Linked DNA regions of Mus musculus: all the other regions are linked to region 3. A link is a contact called in public ChIA-PET, Hi-C and HiChIP or PLAC-seq data. All regions are on one chromosome and are shown on one strand. The core of a region is the stretch at or near the end of the contact, and the rest is flanking DNA. Distances in the headings are between cores, read along the strand shown. Region 1 holds the start of Slc7a1 (solute carrier family 7 (cationic amino acid transporter, y+ system), member 1). Region 2 overlaps Gm36405 (a long non-coding RNA gene). Region 3 overlaps Gm46929 (a long non-coding RNA gene). Region 4 has its middle 8.7 kb from the start of 4930505K14Rik.

Evidence for each region. A called contact is a pair of places that touch in the nucleus more often than the background predicts. ChIA-PET counts read pairs in DNA pulled down with a chosen protein or histone mark. HiChIP or PLAC-seq counts read pairs in DNA pulled down with a chosen protein or histone mark.
Region 1: a contact with region 3 is called in an H3K4me3 HiChIP or PLAC-seq map of the 230-238 cell line, with 19 read pairs. The contact joins the promoter of Slc7a1 here to the enhancer-like site in region 3. A contact is called at or near these places in 2 of 39 promoter capture datasets (embryonic stem cells and neutrophils), 4 of 115 datasets of contacts at active chromatin or transcription factors (the 230-238 cell line, the SCID.adh cell line, embryonic stem cells and 1 more) and 1 of 9 other capture datasets (liver).
Region 2: a Hi-C map of bone marrow-derived macrophages shows a contact between it and region 3, with 36 read pairs. The contact joins two enhancer-like sites. A contact is called at or near these places in 1 of 15 datasets of contacts at CTCF or cohesin (large pre-B cells), 2 of 484 Hi-C or Micro-C datasets (bone marrow-derived macrophages and embryonic stem cells), 1 of 115 datasets of contacts at active chromatin or transcription factors (fibro-adipogenic progenitors) and 1 of 9 other capture datasets (embryonic stem cells).
Region 4: a contact with region 3 is called in an RNA polymerase II ChIA-PET map of effector CD8 T cells, with 8 read pairs. The contact joins two enhancer-like sites. A contact is called at or near these places in 1 of 484 Hi-C or Micro-C datasets (bone marrow-derived macrophages) and 3 of 115 datasets of contacts at active chromatin or transcription factors (effector CD8 T cells, kidney and regulatory T cells).

Annotation. Positions count from the first base shown.
Region 1 is chr5:148,398,498-148,401,861 of GRCm38.p6, forward strand. Slc7a1 (solute carrier family 7 (cationic amino acid transporter, y+ system), member 1) reads right to left here and starts at 1,407. Exons shown (of 13, transcript NM_007513.4): 1 at 1,232-1,407.
Region 2 is chr5:148,791,177-148,794,709 of GRCm38.p6, forward strand. It overlaps Gm36405 (a long non-coding RNA gene), which reads right to left. Exons shown (of 3, transcript XR_377235.2): 3 at 3,141-3,533. Among named protein-coding and RNA genes, the nearest start is that of 4930505K14Rik, 15 kb to the left of the region's middle. Within about 2 kb of position 2,060, at least 30 of the 459 cell types and tissues checked have an H3K27ac peak or open chromatin away from gene starts, as enhancers often do. A contact at or near this core is called in bone marrow-derived macrophages, where this site is marked.
Region 3 is chr5:148,593,895-148,597,291 of GRCm38.p6, forward strand. Gm46929 (a long non-coding RNA gene) reads left to right here. Exons shown (of 2, transcript XR_001785023.2): 2 at 1-83. Among named protein-coding and RNA genes, the nearest start is that of Gm46929, 4.7 kb to the left of the region's middle. Within about 2 kb of position 1,292, at least 57 of the 459 cell types and tissues checked have an H3K27ac peak or open chromatin away from gene starts, as enhancers often do. A contact at or near this core is called in the 230-238 cell line, bone marrow-derived macrophages, effector CD8 T cells and 1 more, where this site is marked.
Region 4 is chr5:148,767,561-148,771,029 of GRCm38.p6, forward strand. No RefSeq gene overlaps it. Among named protein-coding and RNA genes, the nearest start is that of 4930505K14Rik, 8.7 kb to the right of the region's middle. Within about 2 kb of position 2,026, at least 63 of the 459 cell types and tissues checked have an H3K27ac peak or open chromatin away from gene starts, as enhancers often do. A contact at or near this core is called in bone marrow-derived macrophages, effector CD8 T cells and regulatory T cells, where this site is marked.

The DNA.
Region 1 (3,364 bases), core at 157-2,656, 200 kb before region 3:
TTCAATTCATGGGGTGACTTTCCCCCTCTAAATGTCTATTCTGATCTCGTGAGTCACGCCCTTTTGTTTTAGTGGCAGAAGGGTGTGCTCTAGTCAAAATAATAATTTCCATTGAGACCAACTAAAAATACCAGGGGGATGACTGTGTCGAGGTTTCCTATTATCTTAACCACACATGAAGGGCAAGAAATGTTACAAAAATCCCAATTACCAGCTGACTCCATGACAGCTAAGACAGTCAACCAAAAGATAACGCAGAAGATAACGCTCCGGATTCTAGTGAAAGTTTACTCACCTTTAGAAGAAATACACCTATGGTTGAAACCCTGTCCTCCTGCACGTGAGAGTATAACTGTGGGTGCTGGGAAATGTAGTTTTTTAGTTTGTTTTGTTTTCCTGACAGCACATGTCTGCCTATCCCAGCACATGTCTGCCTATCCCAGCACATGTCTGGCTATCTTAACACACAAGTCCACACAGCAGTGGGCTGGAGCGAGCGACACTGGACTGCTCTGCGGACACCCTTGGCTGGTGACCTGATCGTGCCCAGGAAGTCTTCCACTGGACAGAAACACACGGAGCACAGGTTGTCTACGGAGCCGGAAGAACTTCCTCCCACTCCACACCATCTGGAAGAACAGTCTGTGCAGGCCGAATCGGGTCACAAGGAAAACCCACCCAAGAGGGAGTCCCTCCAAAGGGACCTCTGGAGACTATGAGGCGACCCGGAGGACAGGAATCTCAGGTCTCGGGTCATGCCTGCGAGACCTGACAAGAGTCCATCCTGCGCGCGGCTCGGCTGACGACACTGCCCGGGACCGCGTGGCGGGGCGGGGTGCCGCGCACCGCGCCATGTAAGGGAAGGTCTCCCAGACTGCCGTGACTCCGGATGCCACCCGGGGCAGCCTGCGTAGATGGGTCCCCGCGCCCACGTGGAGCCTACACACGGCGCCACGCGTGGCGGGCGTCACCCGGGTCGCCCGTGTTCACTCCCTCCCGCTGTTGCATCATGCACCACGCCGCGCCTGCAAAGGACCAAGATGGACTCGGAGGAGGCGACCGGAACACTGGTGCCCGCCCCACGCACCCATCCCCCGGAGATGGAGAGGATAAGAAGAACCCTCGCCCTGCCTGAAACGCCACCCGAGGCCACACACACAGACACACACGCACACCGAGGTGACTCAGGCTTTCAGAGCTTCCTGGGCAATCACAAGGATCGCGTACTCACGGAGGAGGCGGCAAGATGTTGAGCTGTGTGGAGACCGCGGGTAGAAAGCCTCTCACACCTGCTAGCTGAGGGGATGGCGCACGCGGGCGGAATCCGAGCCGGTTTCATCAGCCGCGCGCCGCCCTCCGCGGGCCCCACGGCCACGGCCAGTGCTGCGCGTCAGCTTCCAGGGCACCAATGACAGCGCCGCGCGGCCGCGCCCCTGTGGGCGGGGACACCCGAGACCGGGCTTCCCCGCCGGTTTGGGCGCCTCCCGCGCGCGCCCTTGGTCCTCCGCAGCCGCAACTGAGCTTGAGTCAGAGCTGATGGCACAGGCTGAGGGGTGCGAGCCCCCTCCTGGGGAGCCACGGACAGCTGACGACCAGGTTTCTTGCTCCAAACTGGATGTAAGACACATTTTAAAGACTTTTTTTTTTTTTGGACTTAGTTGTAAATCTTCTTTTGACATTGGACTACTTTACGGCTGTGCCCTAGCTAACGCCTTAGCCTCCGCCTTGGTCAGGAAGGGCCCCAGAACCTGCAAGCCTCCCTTTGATACAAGGTAGTTCCTCCACATAGCCAACAGAACAGTTCAGGCAGTTCACACCCGCGGGACTCTCCCCAAGTTTAGTACCCAAATCTAGTCTTCAGGGTTCCTTCTGATCTCTGCTCCAAAATCGAGAACTACAGTCTATAGGGCTGAGGGATGGCTCAGCGGTTAACACTGACAACCCTTTCAGAGGACCCAGTTCTGACTCCCCACATGGGGGCTCACAACTAATCTGTAAGTCTTGAATGTGATGCACAGACATACACAGGTAAACCATAAATATGCATAAGATAAAAGTTTTTATAAAGAATTATATCGAAGCCCGGCAGTGGTGGCACACACCTTTAGTCCCAGCACTTGGGAGGCAGAGGCAGGTGGATTTCTGAGTTTGAGGCCAGCCTGGTCTACAGAGTGAGTTTCAGGACAGCCAGGGCTATACAGAGAAATCCTGTTAAAAAAAGAGAGAGAGAGAGAGAGAGAGAGAGAGAGAGAGAGAGAGAGAGAGAGAGAGAGAGAGAGGAAGGAAGGAAGGAAAGAAGAAAGAAAGAAAGAAAGAAAGAAAGAAAGAAAGAAAGAAAGAAAGGAAGAAAGAGAGAAAAGAAAGGAAAAGAAAAGAAAAAGAGAAAAGAGAAGGTGGATGCTATGTGTGTTCTCAAGTGTGCCTTATCAGTAAAGGGATTCATTGTCAGCCACAGCTGTTGATACTCCCATAGAATTAAACTAACGATGTATTAATTTATATTGCCCAGCCAAAAAGTCTTAATGAATACGTAGAGGGAGGTGGATAGCACTAAAGCACTTCTAACACTTGTAAGATAACATTAAAGCACTTCTAACAGCGTTTGTGATAATAACAAGGCATCAAACATGCTTTGTTTTCCAACAGCCAACAGAAGTAAGTGTCAATCATGCGGTGATGAACTGATTCCTGCCAATCTAGTAGGGAGGTCTCCTGAATCTTTACCAGGTGCCCCCTTCTCACAGAGGGAAACCTCCCATCTTTCAGCGCCCACCAGCTTTGCCTTCAGCACCAGATGAGTATCTGACTCCGAATTCGAACGCTATTCACTGTGTGTCCTCCACAAATCGGCACACTACTGCTTATGAAAATTTACGTTCTCTTAAAAACTGCTTGCCCTGTCCTCGTCTGGGATTTTGGTGTGATACAGGTCCCGTCAAACAAGCTGAAAATCAAAAAACGGAGTCACGGGTAATAAAATCCCACACCAATAAGCTGAAGCTAAACTGACCTCTCAAGAAATTAGGAAATTAGCGATGACCAGTTTATGTAATGATTCTCTGTGCATAAACCCTTAACCAAAAAGAGCAAGCTGGATCAACCAGATATTAGGCAGCTTTTTCTCTATTGTCCCTTCTCCCTGCCTCTACTATGCAGAGACAGTAACTTCTACCTGCTTTCTTCAGCTCATTCCTATCTAGAAGACCAACTTCAGCTTTACTGCTTTTGTTTTGCTTTGTTTTTGTTTTTGTTTTTGTTTTTGTTTTTTTTTTTTTGAGACAGGATCTCACTATGCAGCCCTGGCTCTCATGGAACTCACTTTCTATGGACCAGAATGGCCTCGAACTCAGAGACACATCTGCCT
Region 2 (3,533 bases), core at 810-3,309, 200 kb after region 3:
ACGACTATAGTGAAGAAGGGAGGACTAGAACATCCTAAGGGAGCACTCTACACTCACGGAGAGAGATGTCTGGTCCTTGAAGAGCTTTTTGGTATCCTTGGGAACTCTAGCCAAGTGGTGCTGGTTTCTGTCTGACCCAGTCTTTCTGGGCCTTGCTAGCTAAGCACCAGGATAGCACAAATCAACCAAAGGCTGCTGTCTGGGCTGTTTTGAGAAACTTCCCTCTGCAGGAAATAGTCATGGTACTCACTCCGTGACAGGAGAATGGAATTCCTGGGCATTGGTGGGGACATGAATTGAATGGCCATGGGGCGAAACTGTACAATGGACCCACAGTCTATAGATCGTGCCATTCATGCAACACTGGCTGCCTTGAGGGATGGAGGGCATACTTTCTCATCTTGCAACAATGAGTACCAGGATGTCTCTGCCTCCGGGAGTCGAGATTGCTCTCGGTGGCTCTCACCACTCAGGCACCTGGGCAGCATCTGTCCAGGCTGAATGAGGTGGGGTCTGTCCTTCCAGACACCTCAACCTGCCTGCTGACTCTAAGCTTCCAGAAACTTCCAGCCTGCTCCTTGCTGGGATGAACAGCTCAAGTCCAGAGTCTTAGAGTAATTGTATTCGCCAGGCTTCTGAACTGCTGACACGGAGTAGGAAGGACCCAGTGTCCAGCTACCAAAGGAGCAAAGGACACTCAGAGGCTGCTCCCGGCCCCCAGCAGAGCCCCTGTTAAATGTTTGCTCTCCCTGGCCTTGATGTACCTCCATATAAACAACAGCTGGACTCGGGCAGCTTCTGTTTTGCAGGTGGAAGGAGTCGGCAAGATGGAAAAGAGGAAGCAACAGGCTAGTATACGCCAGGAAACACAGCACATAACACTCATAAGGGCCTGGGGTTCTGGCAGTCTGGCCTCTGCGTCTGTAGTCAGGACCGCAGCGTTGACTAGCACGGTTGTGACAATCTTCTGTGATGCTTTGGTGCTTCGGCATAAAGGCACCCATTAACCTGCCCATTAATACAAAAATTAGCATAAGTGAAGGAAGACATTGGACCAAGGACCTAGTCTGTGACGCTCACTCTGATGATTACAGAGGCTTGTACAGAGAAGTTAACAGGTTTCAGATGTCACTTGGCTTATAGTCATTGTTAGAGAAGATCCTCATTAACAAGGTGGATATGAATTCTCACTTAAAAGAAGAGAAATGGAGGCACAAAGAGGGTTTTCTGGTTCTGTGACTCAATCAAAACCTTGCAGGAAGAGCTAACACCTCTAAGGGTTGACTGGAGAGAAATTAATAAAGATGTTTCCAGAAGTTTACAGAGATAGACAGAGGCAAACCAACCCCTGGGTGTCCATGCAGGAAGCTGCTTCCTACTGAAACCTCAAGGGGCAGGTACAGAAGGCGATGCTAAAACCCAGAAAGGGTTCCTAGTAGAGCTGGGGGTGGGGTGCTCCTGGTGGGAGCTGGGGGCCCAAAGGGACCTGCTCTTACCATCAGGAGGAAAGGGGAACCAGAGGAATAAACAAACACTGCGACTCTTCCTCCACGTAGCTGAGGTGGAAACAAGATGTCAAGGGAAACAAAACCAGTTCTCCGTGCATGGAAGGAGAAAGCCAGAGAACAACCGTCAGGGGAGGAACGATTGGAGACTGCCCAATTTGTGTGGTGACACCTGCAGCTTGGGCAGGGAATCAGTGAAGGATGCAACTTTTTTTTTCAATGGACAAAGAAAACGGAGGGAGGAGCTGTTGACGAAGAGCACGCCCAAACTTGACTGCAGATCCAGCTGACCAGTTCCGGACAGCGCTTAAAGATGCAAATCAGCTACAGACCTAACCTCACTTCACCCAGCAAGCTGGGCAGAGGCAAATATCTGGGTCAAACAATAGCCTAGAAAATAAGTAGATAAGAATCTAAACAGGTCGTTTCTGCTGCAAGATCCTGACATTGCAAAGCTCCAACCCTAAAGCTTCAATCAACAAGGACTGAATACATGTTGAATGAATACATTCTTCATTCAAACCAAATCCAGAGCCTGATGCATTTTGCCTGCTCCTTGCCGCTACTTAGGGCGCCACCTCGTGCCCATTTGCCTGTACTACACCCTCCCGCTTAAACCTTCACTTGGAAAGGTTTGTTGATAGAGGAGAGAAAAATTGGCTTCCAAGACAGACATTTTTCTAAAGCGGCTGATTTATAAAGTGGATTTCACACATTATTTTTCTTGAACAAAACTCCAAACACATGACTTAAAAACAATTACTTAAGGCAGTGTACCTAGTGTTTGGATATTTCTGTTCAACAACTGCTTTTAGAAAAAATGTTTACAGAAATTGGTTCGTTTGCATAGGAGATAAAGATAGCCTGCACGTCTTGCAGAATGTGACCTCATATACCTAAAACTTATTTAGGCCTCTGTTAGGGACTGAATGGTATCACATTCCCCCACCAAGATTCACTAGTGCTTCCAAACGAACATAACTCTGAGATGAGGCCCGTAAAGAGATTAAGTCCAAACACACCTTTTAGGGTGTCCCTATCCAATGTTAACGATGTGTTTATGGGTATTTTATTACAAACACGTAGGCACAAAGGGAGATGAACACGATGAGAAGCCATGAACGGGCTTAGGAGAAAGCAGGCTGCCTCTACATCCATCTCCATCTCCAGTCTTGTGGGAAGGAGCAGGCTAGAGGAAGCGGGCAATCTGCGGCAGCCTAGGTAGCATAATCTAGCTCTGATTTCTCTCCTAGGCAAGGTGTGCGAAGACACAGGAGACCCTGTCTCGGTGGAGGGAGTTGAGCTGCCACTAAGTAGGCTCTTGCCAGAGATTTTGGCCTCTGTGAAAAAAGAGTGGTCCAGCGAATTGGGAATGAAATGCCTTTGGGGAGTAGGGGGGTCCCTAGCACAATGACTGGCTTGCAGCACCTACTTCATGCTCTAGGATCAGCCTTAGCAAGAGTGTGGGCACAATGGTACCAGATTTCCCACAAGGAAACCTGTTCAGACCCCCTCTGGACCTTATGTAGAGAAAAGGGAAGCTGGTTACTGAGTGTCAGTAGAAAGCGCCCCCCCCCCTGCCCGCAATCTGTGGAGAGCTGAGAGACTTGCTTCCAGACAAGCGCCTTGAGGATGATGGCTTTATTGAGGGCACACACACAGTAACCTGGGGTTAGAAACATCGAGGAAGGAAAGATAGGTGGACTGAAGCAAACAAGCAAGGGAGGGAGGCAGGAAGTGTGCAGGGCCTTAGGACTGGACATGGGAAGGCCTCTGGAGCAGGCAGCCTCCCTGGAACCACAGCTCAGCTCAGCTGCTTCCAAGATCGATGCCTGGGCAGGGCCATTTCCTCATCCGGCGGCAGGCGGCTGGCGGCAGGTGGCGGACGGCGGGGCCATTAGTGACTCTGTGACCCACTCGCCGCCTGCCCATCAAGGCCCTCCTGAGCCATGGTCACCTGCTGTCCTGCTGCACTCCAGGTCTGCAGAGTCCAGGTGAGAACAAGGGCGCCCCCTGGCGGACGTCACT
Region 3 (3,397 bases), core at 42-2,541:
AGACTATTTTGACTTCCAACAGTGGCTTAATGTCTCTGCCCAGGTGACAAGTGACTGTAATAAAAGCAAAGCCTGCCTCCTTATGTATGATCCCCCTCTCACCTAGACACAAACACTTAGATCTCTACCACCACCCCTGCCAAGACATAGTTACACAGAAAGGAATGTTATTTGGATAAGACCTGGCCCTGGGCTCTGCCTTGCTCATCACTAGAGCAGATGGTTAGAAACTAGGTTTTTTGGTTTTGTTTTGTTTTGTTTTTTGTTTGTTTGTTTTTGTTTTTTGGAGACAGGGTTTCTCTGTATAGCCCTGGCTGTCCTGGAACTTACTTTGTAGACCAGGCTGGCCTCGAACTCAGAAATCCACCTGCCTCTGCCTCCGAGTGCTAGGATTAAAGGCGTGTGCCACCATGCCCGGCTAGAAACTAGTTTTTAAGAGGAAAAAACCCCCGGTGTTAAATTCCATTTGTTCATACTGGGTTTTATGTCTCTCTCTTCTCTCTCTCCCTCTTCCCCTCCCTCTCCCCCTCCCTCTCTGTCTCTCTCTCCCCCCTCCCCATCCCTTTCCCCCTCCCCCTCCTTCCTCTCCCTCTCCCCCTCCCCCTCCCTCCCTCTCCCCCCTCCCCATCCCTCTTCCTCTCTCTTCTCCTCCCCCTCTCCTCCTCCCCATCCCCCTCACTCTCCCCTCCCTCTCCCTCCCCCCTCTTTCTCTCTCTCTCTCTCTCCCTCTCTCTCCCCTTTCTTCCTTTTTTAAAAAATTTATTTTGTGGCTGACTCTAGTGGATAACTTACCAATCATCTGCTAGCTTTGTCAACCCGAGGAGCCTTCTGTCCCCTCAAGTGAATATGGCTTAGATCAGACCCAACTTTCCTCTTCAGAATGGCACCTACTCCTAACCTCCATGTGTCCATAACTTTCATGACTGAATGTTGTCATTCTATGCCATTAGTGATTATAGAAACTTCCCCTTCCTGGTACTCCCCAGACGTAAGACAAGACTGCATTACTGCTCATTACCACAACCAGCTCCTAGCTTGTCTCACATGCAGCCTTCTCTACTCTAACCCTTTTTAAACAGATCATGCCCAATTACCTTTCCTGAGGCACAATCATCACTGTTTGTAGTGGGCATGTGTTCTTTGTGGGTATTCAATATCACTGAACATCCTTCCATATTCTGGACCATGCCTTTCTAAAGCAGAAGATTCATATTCCCTGACTCCCTTGCAGCTAAGATATAGTCATTTTATTCCTTGCCCCTAAGATGCATTCTAGTTCAGTGACTCACAGGTACCTCTGATCTCTGTAAGAGTTGTGGAAGCCAGGGTGCCCCAAGGAAGTGGTTGTGTGCAGGATCCATTCTTGTGCCAAATGTGGTATAGGAGGTTTTGTGTTTCTCCGGCATGTTAGAGATCTGTTTTTATGACAGCTGCTCTTGTAACCTGGCTTTTATAAGATGCCCAATATTATTTAATAATTCCCCTTTCAGCTTAAAGTAGGCAAAGCAATTGACAAGCAAGAAATTTTTTTTTAAATTAATGTGGACTAGTTCCTTAGTGCCTTATGAAGTGGGTCCTTGCTTTTCAGCCTGGGTTCACATTTCCCCAGAAGAAGGTTTCATACCCACAGACTTTACAAAACAACCATTTTGGTCTCTACTTCCTGTTTCTGCTGCTTCTGCTGGTTTCATGTCCTCTGACTTCAGTGTTTTCCTCTTTAACCTTAGTTTTTCTGCATTTTTTTTTTACTTTGCTTGAACTGTTTATTGTCTGAAAAGAACAGCCAGGGGAAAGCTTTTCATCCGGAAAACATTCTTTGCTTTGGCCCATGGACCTTCCTCATTTCTTTCTTTTTCTTTTCCTTTTTCTTTTTATTACATATTTCCTTTATTTACATTTCAAATGTTATCCCCTTCCCTAGTTTTCCCTCCGAAAATCCCCTATCCCTTCCCTTTTTCTTTTTTCTTTTTAAACACAGAGATTATCAGTTTTGAAGGATCCTAGTGATGCTAATATATATCCTATACAGACATGAAACCCATCAAATCTTGTCATAGGAGAAAACACTAAAATATTAAAGAAATTTGTTAGCATCAAAAAGCATTTTTGATAAAGTAAGTCTACAGACTTCATATTCTCATACTTATGACTTTGTTTTAAACATCAAATGGGGGATTGCAAAGTGAGGATCCACAGAAGTTTCCACTGGGTGAGAAGAGGACATTTGAAAGAGTCCATGTCGTCTTTGTCACCATTTGCCTGGTCTCTGATATTTGCTAAGATGGGAAGAACTTTCTTGTCTCAGTCAATGCTTGACTTTCATGTGTGTTCTCAAAACCCTGGAAAGACAGAGGCCACTGACCTCTGGACAGTGCCAATGGGCGTGATGTTGGCTGCAGACCGGTTCTTGCCAGTGTTCCATTGATGTTGTCTGGAATCCTGAACTGAAGAGAGAAGAGTCCAGGGCAGGGCGGGGGCCTCCAGGTTTCACTGAGCCCACAACTGTGGAAGCAGCCTGTCAGAATATCTCCATTTGCCAAACACGGCTTACGGAAGGCCTAGCCAGGCTCCTTGTCCATTGTCTGCTGTTGGGGCCAGTGCTACTTATGACTTCAGACCTGGCAGACGACACGATGTTTCCTCTGGCTCTGAACCGCAGTGTCCTCAGTGACAACACGAGATTCAACAACTTCCCTGGTTTCTTATCAGATTATGTCAATTTCGCCCACTTCCTGCTCATTTTTTAATCACAAATGTGAGATCTACTCATGGTTAAATCATTTCTTCTCTGTACGGCCTACGGTTATCATCGATGCTGAGAGTTCCTTTAAATCCCTTATCGGCCATTCTTACTCCCTAGGTACATCACAGATACACTGTGGCTTGGCTGCATTGAAGACACGCTTAAAAATCTGCGTTTATCAGTGAGGAAAACCAAGAGGTTTTAGTGTAAGGCAGTATTTCTTAACCTGTGGGTCATGACCCCCACAGGGGTCACATGTCAGATATCCTGCATATCAGATATTTACATTATGACTCAGAACAGTAGCAACATACAGTTCGGAGGTGGCAACAAAGTAATTTTATGCTTGGGGGTCACCACAGCATGAGGAACTGTATTAAAGGGATGCAGCATCAGCACCACGGAGCTAAGGTAACAGCTTTGGACTGCATTTGTAAAAAGGTTTAAATAATATCAGCTACAGTATGTAAATGGCAAACTCCATGAACAATCTACTGCTGATATTGTATATATTATTTTTTATCTAAACTTGAAAGAGAAAATTATAAGATTTTTCTTCTTCTTCTTCTTCTTTTGTTTAAAGACATACGTATATGTGTGTGCCTACATATATTTATGAGCACTATATGTATGCAGATGTCCAAAGAAGCCAGG
Region 4 (3,469 bases), core at 776-3,275, 170 kb after region 3:
CTGAGATGAGGGTTTGGGGCACACTGTTCACGATGGAGGTGCTGAGACGCATTTTAATGAGGTACAAGTTTTCCTCTTGTAATGGTGCTGATCAAGAAGCTGTTTCCATTGATCAAAATTCCTCAGGGCTGGAAATAAATGTACCTAAAGTCCGAGCAATGAGGAGGCTGAGGCAGGAGAATCTATTGAGGCCAGGAGCCTGAGACTTAGGCAACATAGTAAGTCTCTATCTTAAAACAAAGAACCATATGTATGTGTATGTGTGGGTGTGTGTGTATATATGTGTGGAGATATATATATATATATATATATATATATATATATGTGTGTGTGTGTGTGTATATATATATATATATATATACATATATATATACATATATTATAAACTGACTATATAAATTATATTTCAACAAGCGGTTACTGTCATCTGAGAATTATTAGTTATTATAAACGACAAGTTCCTCAGGCCACAGGTAAGGTACCTCCCTTCCCTAGCTCCCCTTTAGCCTGATTCTGCCAGACACCCAAAGGACTCAACACACCTGTAACCCCTTAGAGAAAAGAGCAAAAATTCTCCAGCCACACCAAGCTGTGAGACCCAAGGAGATGGCGGAAGGCTGAGGAGGCAGGCGAGGGACGGCAGGAAACTGCATGGCTGTCTCTCATCCTGCCCATCCCTGGCTGCCGACTTCCTGGGACTTGCTGTTTCGACTTCATTCCAGAGGTTTCCAGACCCTCCCCTGCTCACTCCGGGTGACTCACCTGCTTGCAGAAAAGTCCAGCCCTCCCCTCTCTCATTTTATTTGATGTTATGTTCAAAAAAGCAATTTGGGGCTCAATTGAACATCACATGTCTCTTGATTAAATCTCCAGTCTTTCTCTTGCCTCCGGAATGTATCTTGGGCCTGGCCAGGCACTGCGTAGCTCATTAGAGCCGGATGCCTGGAGGAGAGCACGTGTGGACCTTTAAAACAGTGTGGACCAAGGCAGCCCTATTCTAAAGCAACTCCCTCGCTCAAGAGCTTCCCTCCTCCACAGCCCTCCCACAACCCTGTCCATAAGGTCAGAGAGAACGTGGTTCATTTTTCAGTCTTGAAAGCCAGTGTGCCCTTTAGGCAGCAGCTCAGAGAGAGCCAGAGGCCACGCACACTGTAGTAGTCTGGGTCCCCTCTGGTCACTGTGCATTTCAACACAAGGACATGTGGCAGCTCCTGGGGAGGACATGCCTTCTCCTGCTCAGAAAGCCAGCACCTGAATGGCTCCTGTGTGTCTGCTTGGGTCATAGCCCAGGGTTTCATGTGATCTGATCTGGTCAGCGACGTAGAAGGAGAAATGTCCCTACCAGAGAAGAGAGACAGATCCAGTCTGTGAGGATGAGATGTTTGCCACTGCCACAGAGAAGGACCTGAAGGATCTTAGGGACGCCCATGTCCTTGGTAATTTTCCTTCTGTCGCTGTGATAAGAAGACACTTTCACTAAAGTGACTTAACGAAGAAGGGTTTCATTCTGGATTACCGTTCCAGACCGGAGTCACAGTCCCACAGTGACAGGAGATGGCCACCTTCATCTGCAGTCACGGAGCAGAGAGAGACAAATGTGAGCAAGGGCTCAATGTCTTATTTTTGTACTGTCCAGGAACCCCTGCCCAGGCACTGGCCCCAGCCACAGTTAGGATGAATCTTCCCCACCAGGCCTGGTGGTGTTTGTTTCTAATCCCAGCACTGGGGAGGCAGGAGCAGGTGGATCTCTGTGAGTTTGAAGCCAGTCTGGTCTACAGAGGGAGTTCCAGGACAGCCAAGAATACACAGAGAAACCCTGCCTCAGAGAGAGAGAGAGAGAGAGAGAGAGAGAGAGAGAGAGACTTCCCATATAAGTCAATGTAATCAAGATACCCCCCCCCCCAGTGATGCCCAGGGGTCATCTCTTGGGTGTACATTGGGAACTGTGTTGCAGGATATACAATTGCAGGATTGTAATGAAGACTGGATGAACTTATTCATGCCGACCACAAAGCAGTCACATCCTGTGTGAGGAAGTGGAGGCCCTGGTTGCTGAGAAGCAGCAAGGCTCTGCTGTCTGACTCTCCATGTGGCTTTAGCGTACCCATCGATGACAGCATGATTTAATGTCTGTTCATAGTGATGACCCTGTGAAGATCTGTGCCAGGGTTGTGCTGCTTAGCCTGATGAGAGGAGTCCTAGTTCAGCTCAGACTACTGTAACAAACTCTCACAGACGAGGTGAATTTATAAACCACAGAAATACATTGCTCACCATCCCAGCTGCCAGAAGTCTGAGACCAGGCTACCAGCATGGTTGGCTTCTAAAGAAGGAAATATTCCCAGTTGTACACTGTGGACTTAATGAGTTCTTACACTTAAGAAAAGGAGAGAGAGAGCTCTCTGGAGACTGGCTCATAAGTGGAGTGTTCCCACCCATGACAGCTGCACCATTATTACACAGTCATTTCTCAGACCTGGTCTCCGGATCATAGCCCTGGATGTTAGAATTTCAACATGGGGGCTGGAGAGATGGCTCAGCGGTTCAGAGCACTGACTGCTCTTCTAGAGGTCCTGAGTTCAATTCCCAGCAACCACATGGTGGCTCACAACCATCTGTAATGGGATCTGATGCCCTCTTCTGGTGTGTCTGAAGAAAGCAATGGTGTACTCACATATATAAAATGATAAATAAATAAATAAATATGGACAGCGACAGTGCACTCATATACATAAAATAAATAATCTTTAAAAAAAAAGAATTTCAATATGGGGGCTGGGACAGGACAACTACTCAGGTCACACCCCTCCTGAGTATAGCCATTTCTTATGTTTCTTGCCCTTTGATGATGATGCTGACATCTTATGACTTAGACAATAACACATATGAAACACTTACTTTAGCACTAGCTACAGTCAGTGCTCAAAGAGTGAAATTCTTACCACTTCTAGTTTGGGCATAAAGTCGTGGACAAGCAATTCCACTACCTTTCAAACTGATCTGAGGGGGCTGGTAAGGCAAACCAGGGGCGAACTTGGCTCAGAGCCCAGTGCAGCCAGCCCAGAGTAACTTTCCCATGGAATGAATGACAAAAAAAGACAGCCAGGACGGAGCTGGAATTAGAACTTCCTTCATTGTAAATGAAAACGCCAGGCTTTGTTGATCAATGCTTGCTCTTTACTCCCAAGAGAGAAAAGGCAGATTTGGAAGGCACTAGAACTGGCAGCCTCCAAGGTTCTTACCTGAGTGCTGGGCTACCAGATAGATCATTGGACGGAACCGAAGAACTCCGTCCCCACCAAGGAAGGGTTACCTCAGCAAAACGTTACCACCCTCCAAGGACTCCTCACTGAAAACCCTCAGGTTCTATACTTCCCTGCTCTTCTACCCTGCCTCTGTCCCAGCCCCGCCCCTGCCCCGCCCCAGCTCCCTCCCCCGCCCCCCACCCTTCCCTGCTCTGGATCCAGCC